Regions from separate parts of the Mus musculus genome. Here region 1 is linked to region 2. Evidence: chromatin contacts called from public HiChIP or PLAC-seq data. All regions are on one chromosome and are shown on one strand. The core of a region is the stretch at or near the end of the contact, and the rest is flanking DNA. Distances in the headings are between cores, read along the strand shown.

Region 1 (4,813 bases), core at 2,240-4,739, 450 kb after region 2:
AAACACAGACACACACACACTAATATAAAACACACACAGACACACACAGAGACACAGAGACACACACAGACACACACAGACAGACACAGACACACAGACACACACACACACACACACACACACACACACACACACACACACACCACTTTAGAAATACTCAACTCTGGGACTTGATCTTGTCAGTCCCCAGGTTCGCAGCCTTTTTATCCCTGTCTCTCTAATTCTGTGTCCAAGGTTTGAGTGAGTCAGGATGTGAAGAAGATGTGCCTGATGCTTCAGCTCTGCCTGTCTTTTCAGAAGAAATAAGTAAATACCTGTGGAATGAATGAATGAATGAATGAATGAATGAGCCTGAAGCTTCTTTTCTGGGACCCACAACCTGCTCGGTCTGAATTTTGAATTCCTCCAGAGCCATACTTGTAGGCTGCCTTCCTCAGGTTTCTTGCCACTTATGCACAGGCAGCTTCCTTTCTTCTCAGGACTTGAGTACCACCCTGAGTGAGTGCCACCCTCAGTATCACCCTAAGTGAGTGAGTGCCACCCTGAGTGAGTACCACCCTGAGTACCGCCCTAAGTGAGTGAGTGCCACCCTGAGTACCACCCTAAGTGAGTGAGTACCACCCTGAGTGAGTACCACCCTGAGTGAGTGCCACCCTCAGTATCACCCTAAGTGAGTGAGTGCCACCCTGAGTGAGTACCACCTTGAGTGAGTGCCACACTGAGGGCTTCCAGGTAGACACTGCTTTCCCTTGGCCCTTGTGTATTCATGGCTTGTTCTGGATCACGTGACTAATGCATGCTCCGGACTTTTTCTACCTTTATTTCACTGCCTTCTCGTTCCTCTCTCCCCTTTCCTTGAGAAATTTCAAGAAAGTTCAGTGCAAACAATTGAGAAACTCTAACAGAAACCCAGGGCAGAGAGGGCAAAGGGCTAAGGAGGAGGGGCCAAGCCCGGTGCCTTCTCTTGAGACCCAGTGGGAAGGGCAGTCTAGGGCAAAGCCTCCATGGAGTCTTAAAAGACCAGCATGCTTCCTTTTGACAGCTGACTTGCAAAGAGTTAACCCTTTGAGGAACCGTCCTGTATGATTTGGCTACTGCTTTGGCTACGGCATGAGTGTGAGGACCTGTATTAGGCTAACAAGCTATATGGTTTGCTACCAGTTTTGACCAGTTTAGATATCACCGTTTTCCCAGAATACTATCAAAGTACCTGAGCAACCCAACTTCCTACTACCGGTTTCGAGATGAGATATTCACACAAAGAGGGGAATTCTGTTTTCCCAGAAGGGCTCTTGTCAGAACTCAGGTTCCAAAGAACCGTGGATTAGGCATGGAAGTTTCCGTGGACCACTTTTGGTTTGGGGGTTGGTGTGGCCGCAAATGCCAGGCTGTTTCCCAGCATCTCCCCCCACTACAAAGCCTAGTTTCTTCCCCTTGGGTTCCTAATGTACTTTTGTTATTTATATCTTTAATTGGGTGAGAGTACCCAGAATTGTAAAAAAAAAAAAAAATCTGAATAAGTAAATAAATTTAAAAATTAAAAAACTCCTAGTTGGTGATGTCTGACTTCCTGTGTTCATGTTGTTGCGCTCTTGTTGCTGTGGGTTTTTGTTTTGCTTCTCGAATGTTGTTGTTTTCCAGGAAAGCTGTCGTTTATCGTGAGAACAGGAGCAGCCATGTGTTGATTTTTCTGGATTCCTTTTGGCTACTGTCCCAGTGCTAATGAAGGCCCTTCCAAAGTGCTAACGAGCTGGTGCCAAAATCAGTTATGCCGAAAACAATGGAGAAGCGTAGTGTGCAGACAGCATGTATACCCCCATATGCACACACGTGTGCATGTGCTCGCGCGCGCACACACACAGATTTAAGATAATATATTCGTGTGCAACTTCCTGTTTGTGCAAATTAGACATAGCTGTTCGTGCAAATATGGCGTGCACGTTGGAACTTCACAAAGGAGAATGTGAGGGTTCCTTTAATGAAAAGACTTATATTTGGCTGCCGAAATCATTCCTTGCTCATAGGAGGAACAAAGTTTCTAGATTTTTCTGGGCACAAATTTTCTAGCTGGGAAGCTAGTTAAAATGTACATTCACGAACTTAAACAGTTTAAGGTGTAATATCAATGTGACTATAGATTTTATTTTCCTGAGAGGAAGATCCTGCTATAAGAACCACCAGGCACTGTTTAGTTTAGGTTTGGCCCCCCTGGATGATTTTAGTAAAGTCACCAGCATTGATCTTTGAGCCCTTTTAAGGTGTTATTTTGTCGCTGGGGCTCTCTCTGGCTTCCATGGCTTCTTCTTGCCTTCCTCTCAGTGTGTAATTACTCTCGCCTCAATTTGTTTACACAGCTTGGAGATGGGGACAGAGTTCTCTGGTGACCGTGCAACTGCAGCAATCACCGTAAAGAGAAGCATTTAGACGCTATAAAACCTAAACGCCCGGCATGCACCATTACATAGCAGTTACTGAAATTTAGCAAATTAAATTAAATAATTTAAATAACTTGATTTCAGGGATTTAAAAATTCATCTCTGTGGAATCCAGTAGTCAGTTTATTATTATTATTGTTGTTCATCAAGTACAATTTATGTTTTTTAATGAATCAAAATCCCTCTTCGGCCGCCCAGTCCACAGTAGCTCTCGGCACCCTCGATTGAGTCGGTATCTTCGTGCGCCATCTTCCGGCAGCGTCTAGTACCACGGCCGCGAGGTATCAGCCCAACCCTGGGCTGCGGAGTTGGGGGAGTCGCCGCGACTGCCAGGGTGGCCAAGTCTCAGTCTCTGCAAAGATTCACGGTTAGGACAATGCTCGAAGCTATTGAGTAAACTGCTCCCGTGGGCTTTGTTATTGTGGGTCACCCTGAAGCACGGGGACAGCCCGGAGAGACTCTGACTGTGGAGGCTGGAGGCTTGTTTTCTGTCAGTGGACGCCTGCTCTCATTCCCCATCAACGACTAGATGTGACTGACCTGCCATTTGTCCCACATCACCGGGAAGCCAGCCGTCCCTCCACAACCCACGGCTTTTCTCTGCTCCACCAGGGCTCCGTTCCAAGGGGCCGTTGCACGTTTAGACGCACAGCCCAGATAAAAACCTGTTTTAAATATTTTATTTCCCTTTCTGAAACAGTCAAAGCCATGTGTTGTTGGGATAATGGAGAGCTGCGCCTTGTTTTTAAGACTATTTTTACACTTATGTTCAATCTAACGATAGTTTAACAAGTAAACAACCATCAGATGATACTGATCGGGGTTGAAGGAGGGAAATCCTTTCCTAAGCAGCCCTTGGCGCCTTGGTTTGACTTATCTCGTTTCGGTTAAGTGCCACCTACGTCTTTCCCCACGTACCCTGGTTTGTAATCCAGTGCACCCACCCACGTACAATGGCTAATAATCCAGGCACCCAGGAAAGGAATCCTCTACCCTCTCGTTGGACCTCTTTCCTGGCTTCTAGGCAGAAGGCAGTGTGGGGAGCTGAGCGCCTGATTGCTTTCCCATTTAACAACTGGCTTGTCCCCTCCCCCACTACAACGCTTCAGCGGAGCAACAGATGGTGTTGGGGGCTTTTTTTTTTTCCCTGAGTTTAAGATGGTTCATTTTGTGCTTTCTCGGGAGAACGATGAAGATTAACTCCACTCCATCGTGAGCTCTTGCAAAAGAGCAAAAGAGAAGATGTGATATCTTCTAAAAAACTCCCACTTCATCTTGCCCCTGTGTGGCCAGTGCGTTCTTTGTCATCTTCAAGTGGAAGTCTCTTCTCTCTTCTTAAAATTAAATCCCTTTCCTCGTCATATCCCCCTGCTTTCTTCTTTCCTAGGCACACACTTTCCATGTCTGCACAGAAAAGAAATGTCAGGAAAAGTTGTCAGACAATTTATAATTCTGTACATGTTAAGTTACGGATCTCTGGAGATTTTGAAGGCTGTTTTATTCTTTCGAGCAAAAGACAAAACTCAGTATCGGCAACAGCAACAGGGCTGGAGAGGCTGCTTAGCAGGCAAAGGCACTTATGCCCAAGCCCAAGACCCTGCGCTTGATTCCAGAGTACCACATGGTGGAAAGAAAAAACAGACTCCCCAAAGCTGTTCTCTGACCTTCCACACCTGCACGGCAATACTCAAGCACTTCCCACACCCCCACACCACACCCCCACATCACCCCTACCCCCACACCACACCACACCCCCACATCACCCCCACCCCCACACCACACCCCCACATCACCCCCACCCCCACACCACACCACACCCCCACACCACACCCCCACACAAGAGAGGGCTTGACTCAGACTTACACATTAAATAAATAACATTTAATAGAGAACAGAAATCACACAAAGGGAAATATTTAAGAAAATCAGATTAAGGCTGAGTGTGGCGGCTTATGCCTATAAACCCAGATATTGGGAAGCTGAGGCAGGAGGTTGGCTATGAGTTTAAAGTCCACCTGAGCTATGGAATGAGACCCCTTCCTCTCTCAAGAAAGAAACAAACAAATAATACAATACAAACTGGCATGATAACACATGTCTGCAAGCAATCCTAGAATGTGGGAAGTTGGTTTTATAGTGAGTTCAGTATTCACCTGACCTACACCCTTAGGAAGAAAGCAATAATCAGACCGAGGGCTGATGGCATTCCTCTGTTGTATTACATTGAAGTAGCAACCGCAGACATAAAATGAAGAGATGGTACTAGGTAGTCTTGTTCCCAATAATACAATTATTTACTTACTTAAGAATTTTTGAGAGAGGCTCATAATATAGCCCCAAGCTGGTCTTTAACTCACCACCCTTTGGCCTTAGTCCTC
Region 2 (4,818 bases), core at 793-3,292:
GCGACCGACTTCCTCCAACAAGGCTACACCTCCTAATGGTGCCACTTCCCATTGGCCAAGCATATTCAAACCACCACACCAACCAAAGGGAATTATTTTCTGCTGCATTAAAAGCATGACATAAAGTGGTTTGCTTTCTTACCTGATGGCCTTACGGAACACACATGATTAGGCAGCATTTATTGTGATCCAGACTACTTGCTGTGTTTCCTAAGCATGCCTTCATACCTTAAAGAAGAAAGGAAAACAATGATAGCATGCAGAGAGCTGAGACGGGAAGATGAGGAGTGCAAGGCCAGCTGGGCTAGGAGAGACTCATAATCAAAAGGAATTGTTCCCATACCCCATGTGTTAGTCACCATGTGTTAGGATGTCATTTACACATTTCCACTCCTCCCAAATGTTTAAAATAACTTTTTCTTACAAAATTTTCATATCTACCTTGTTTTCGTTTTACTTTCTTTGTTAATTTTGTTCTTGTCTGCATAGCTAGAGTTTTATTGTTAGGTGAATGGCTAACCATCAGAAATAAGTATTATTGTGATACTGCCTCTCACAAACTAGTTTTGAATGGAAAGCTCTTTGGGAACAATCAAGATAACATATTAAAGTGCCTTCTATAAACTCACTTAGGTTAGCCCTGCTGGGACTAAAGAGGAAGTGCATTTGAGCATTGTATTCATTTCATTTAATCAATAGTGTTAAGACAAAAACCACATGGAAGTGCTTTTAGATGTGTGAGGAGAGAAGGATGAATGTGCAGTGTAGTAGCCAAAGGCCTCCACTTTCTGAAACCCTGGGGGATTTGAACTGATCCTCTAAGGAATAGAAAGTGGATAGATAGGTAGAGGGATAAGAATAGGCTTTTAGGACGGAAATAAGAGAAACGTTAGAGATATTTAGAATATTGGTGATACCAGAAGGAAAAAAAATCACTGTATAAGCCTGTGTGTGTGTGTGTGTGTGTGTGTGTTGCTTGTTGTTGTGTTTGAGACCCAGTCTGTTGTAACCCAGGCTAATCTAGAACTCACTTTACGTCCTAGGCTAGCCTAAGCCCGACAGCCATCCCCCTACCTCAGCCCTTCTAAGTAGTAGCATGGCGGGCGTGAGCTGTGGCTGTCATACCTTCTAGGGTTTTTTTGTTTGTTTAACTTCAAACTATGTGAAAGGAACTGGTTGATCTTTGCTTGTTTTTCCATGCAATGGCTTTTGTGCTTTCATTTAAGTATTAGAACTGGTTCGTGGGAGAGGGCTTGTTCACTTGAGTCTGGAAGTTATTGTCGTTGAGTGGGTCCACTTGTGTGCAGAGGTACACTGACCATCTTATGCATGTGGCTAAGGTACTTGATGATACAGTTTCTTTCAGCATGCTTTCTCTGAGTGCCATATGAGTACCAGTCCCAGATCTGAGAGTGAGTGACATTCAAGGCAGGGAATAGTCTTGAAGGGTCAACAAAAGAAGATATTAAAACAAATCAGAGCATGATAGAAAGATTTTATATTTGCATCAGAAATTCAAGACTCAGAGCATAAAAATCTAAATATCTTTCATGTTCATATATTTTAAGTACAAAAGTTATTTCTATAGTTATAGCCTTCCTCAGCCTTGCTTAGCAGAATGTTAATACTATGAGATAGAAAATGTTTTGAACTGGACTTAATCTCTGGTGCCTGTTTCACAGGATATAAAGATGATATTTACATCCAGTTGCCTTTTGACAAGTTTTATATATCAGATGCAGAGGAAATTGATTGTGTGAAGAAAAATTATATAAATCCAATTCAGAGCCTTTTTCTGGTTTTCATAATAAAATGATTGCTCAAAGAATTCCATCTTGTGGCTGTTGAAAGCCCACTGCAGTTTATGGTATAACTGATAAAATCTGCATCCTTGGCCTTCTGACAACCTTTCCACCAGCAGATGGTGGGCGTAAAGATGTCATTCATCATTTATTTACAATGGGCTTTATTTATTCTAGTGTCAACAGCTGCCCCGGGGAGTGGGTTATTGAATTCAAATGTGAGGCTCTGGGTTATTTGCTTCCTTTCAAATTTGTCTTCAGGGCTTAGTTGCTAGGAGTCCATTCTCTGCTCTAATAACGATTCATGTATTGTGAAGCCATTCAGTAAATTGGGTTGTCAGGGATTGCCAAAAAGGGTTAGGGGTCTTGTTTGGGAGTGGTAGGGAAGGGGGACTGCTGCCTGTGCATCCTGGTGACTGGAGCAGTAGTGCTGTTAAATGATGGTTTTCCTAAGGCTAGTGACTGTTTTCTCCTTTGTTTATGACTGCCTTTCCCTTATGTTCAGTATGTAATATATTAACATGGAGTATGGAAATGTACAAAGGATATCACTTTAAAAGAAACTTTTCAACCTTTTGTTTCTTCACAGGCAGGGCAGGAGTCCTTTCGTTCTATCACACGGTCATATTACAGAGGTGCAGCGGGGGCTTTACTAGTGTATGATATTACAAGGTGAGTACATGTGAGCTTTTCAGCTCAGTACCAGGAGACTAGTTCTAAATAAGTGTGGATACTAACAATAACACTATAAAAAACCCTTTATGCTTTAGCTACTCACCTTTAAAACTGGGTCTTGAATCAAATTTAAATGTATTCTCAAAATCTGCAGCTCAGTTCTTTTTTATTTAAATAAGTGCCCTGGATTGACCAATTTGGTGCTATTATATAGTCATTGAAATTTTCTAAACTGTGCTAACAGTTGTGTTTATTCTAACTGAAATGTAATCAGTGAGCTCTAAACCCAAATACCTTGCTTTAAATATGGTTCTCATAGTATGAGTGGCTATGGCTAACATGTTTAATTTTGGGGGAAAATAGGCTGCTTACTGGGTTCTATGGAGAGAATTGTTGAAAACTGTAATCACACACCACCATTTATGCTTAGGAGAGACACGTTCAACCACTTGACAACCTGGTTAGAAGATGCCCGTCAGCATTCCAATTCCAACATGGTCATCATGCTTATTGGAAATAAAAGGTAAAAGAAGTTAACTTAGAACTTAACTTGCATTAATATAAGTGAGCAATGTCGCTACTGACTTAAGTTTAAAGTTTTATTTAAATCCTGAGTCTTTATCTTTAGCTCTTACCGTTATTGGTGTTTTGTTCCTTGGTTTTTGTTACCCTCTGGTTCTTAGGAGAGTGGTGGCTGTGTGTTGCCTGGTAGACAATTCCAGGATCTTTCTAGGTGTGACCACTGTAGGCTCCAGGTGGAATGTGTTTCTAGGTATTGGGGACTGGCACTTAGGAATGAGGATGGGCTAGTGGAGGGCTGAGGGAGTCCACAGGAGGGAGGGAAACCGTGTTCTGCCAGGATTTGTTTAGTTCCTTAGGAATGGGAGCAGAGAGTGAGGGGATGCCACATCAGGTGGACTGCTAAGGAGCAGGATTGGATTTTGAGGAATTGAGGGAGAGGTGAAGATTTGCAGTTAGCCTATCTGCCTCTCATGCTGGAATGAACTTTGAGTTCCTAGGGAGTACCTCCTGGAGTTGGAGGCTGGCATAAAGCAATGAGGGAAGAGAGAGAAGTTTGCAGGAGACGTTCTGTGTGATCCTCTGGGAAAGGGGGCAGAGATTGAGGAGAGGCTGAAGCAGGTGGTCTGCTGCAGAGGTCTGGATGTGACTCAAATTAGATGTAGAGGAGCTGAGGGAAAGGGCAAGATCTGCAGTAGTAGCTTACCTGCTTCCCTAGCTGGCCTGGCCTGTGAGTTCCCAGGAAGTGCCTGCTAGAGCTGGGAGCTGGGATAAATGAAGAGCGGGGGAAGGTCTAGGTGATAGAGGTGGTCTGCTGCAGAACTAAGGATGAGACTGGACGATTGGATTTGCAGGGAGGAGGGAAAGAGGGAGAGTCTGGGTTTAGCCTACCTGCTTTCCTGGCTGGAGTGGCCACCAAATAGTAATTTTAAGTGGTAGAAGTAGAATTCATTTGTTCTTCAGGGTTATAAAATATATACTGTGGGCAGAAAATATATTTAGAAAAGTAAAAGGATAATTAATAACAAGCATGTTCAAATTTTTATTTCATTACTTAGTGAAGAAACCAGTTTAGATATATGCCAGTCCAAAAGAGAATGCAGAAAACCACACACATTAATATAAGGAATGCCAAATGAATATACAGACAGATGAACACTAAAGGATGTTCATGGGCTGATAATTGTAGTTCACACCTGCATTGCTACTAGTAGCAACTATTATGTTATTATCAATTTCCAGAAATAAACTTCTATCTCTACAATATTTGAAAAATTGTGAAATGTGGTAGCAGTAGTGAGAAATTATAACACTGAATGAATATATCAGGAGGAATCACATCTTTTTATCAAACTAAAAAGATGGGTAAGTATGGAGGCCCAGCCTGCAGAATGCTGAAGCAGGTAGGATCACAGGCTTAGGCCACTTCAGGATACACAGTGAGACCCTGTTTTAAAAACAAATACCAGTATAAGCAAAGAGAAAGGAAAACAGTGACATCAGGTGTGAGACGCCAGACTCGCCAGCAAGTAGGACGCCACAACAGGATCCTTCTGCAACACGTTTATTGGGAGAGCATGAAGTGCATAGGCAAAAGACCCTGAGCCCCAGAAATGGCGCTGTTTATATAGGCCTAGGAGTGACATGTCCATACCTGATTGGTTATGCTACCAGTACCTCATTAATATGCCTCGGGCCAGGCAGTGACTCGGCAAAAAACCCTTATGCACATGCGCATATTGGTTGTTTACCCATATTCATGGGTGTCTGCTTATAGAAACCAGCGCCATCTTGTAATAGCGTTTGCGGCTTCCCACAAGTG

The links. HiChIP or PLAC-seq counts read pairs in DNA pulled down with a chosen protein or histone mark.
Region 1: an H3K4me3 HiChIP or PLAC-seq map of embryonic basal ganglia shows a contact between it and region 2, with 4 times the contacts expected there. The contact joins two enhancer-like sites. A contact is called at or near these places in 4 of 115 datasets of contacts at active chromatin or transcription factors (astrocytes, embryonic basal ganglia, embryonic forebrain and 1 more) and 1 of 9 other capture datasets (embryonic stem cells).

What each region holds. Positions count from the first base shown.
Region 1 is chr4:9,025,257-9,030,069 of GRCm38.p6, forward strand. No RefSeq gene overlaps it. Among named protein-coding and RNA genes, the nearest start is that of Gm34428, 19 kb to the left of the region's middle. Within about 2 kb of position 3,490, at least 158 of the 459 cell types and tissues checked have an H3K27ac peak or open chromatin away from gene starts, as enhancers often do. A contact at or near this core is called in embryonic basal ganglia, where this site is marked.
Region 2 is chr4:8,575,564-8,580,381 of GRCm38.p6, forward strand. It overlaps Rab2a (RAB2A, member RAS oncogene family), which reads left to right. Exons shown (of 8, transcript NM_021518.3): 4 at 2,392-2,474; 5 at 2,908-3,000. Among named protein-coding and RNA genes, the nearest start is that of Rab2a, 42 kb to the left of the region's middle. Within about 2 kb of position 2,043, at least 29 of the 459 cell types and tissues checked have an H3K27ac peak or open chromatin away from gene starts, as enhancers often do. A contact at or near this core is called in embryonic basal ganglia, where this site is marked.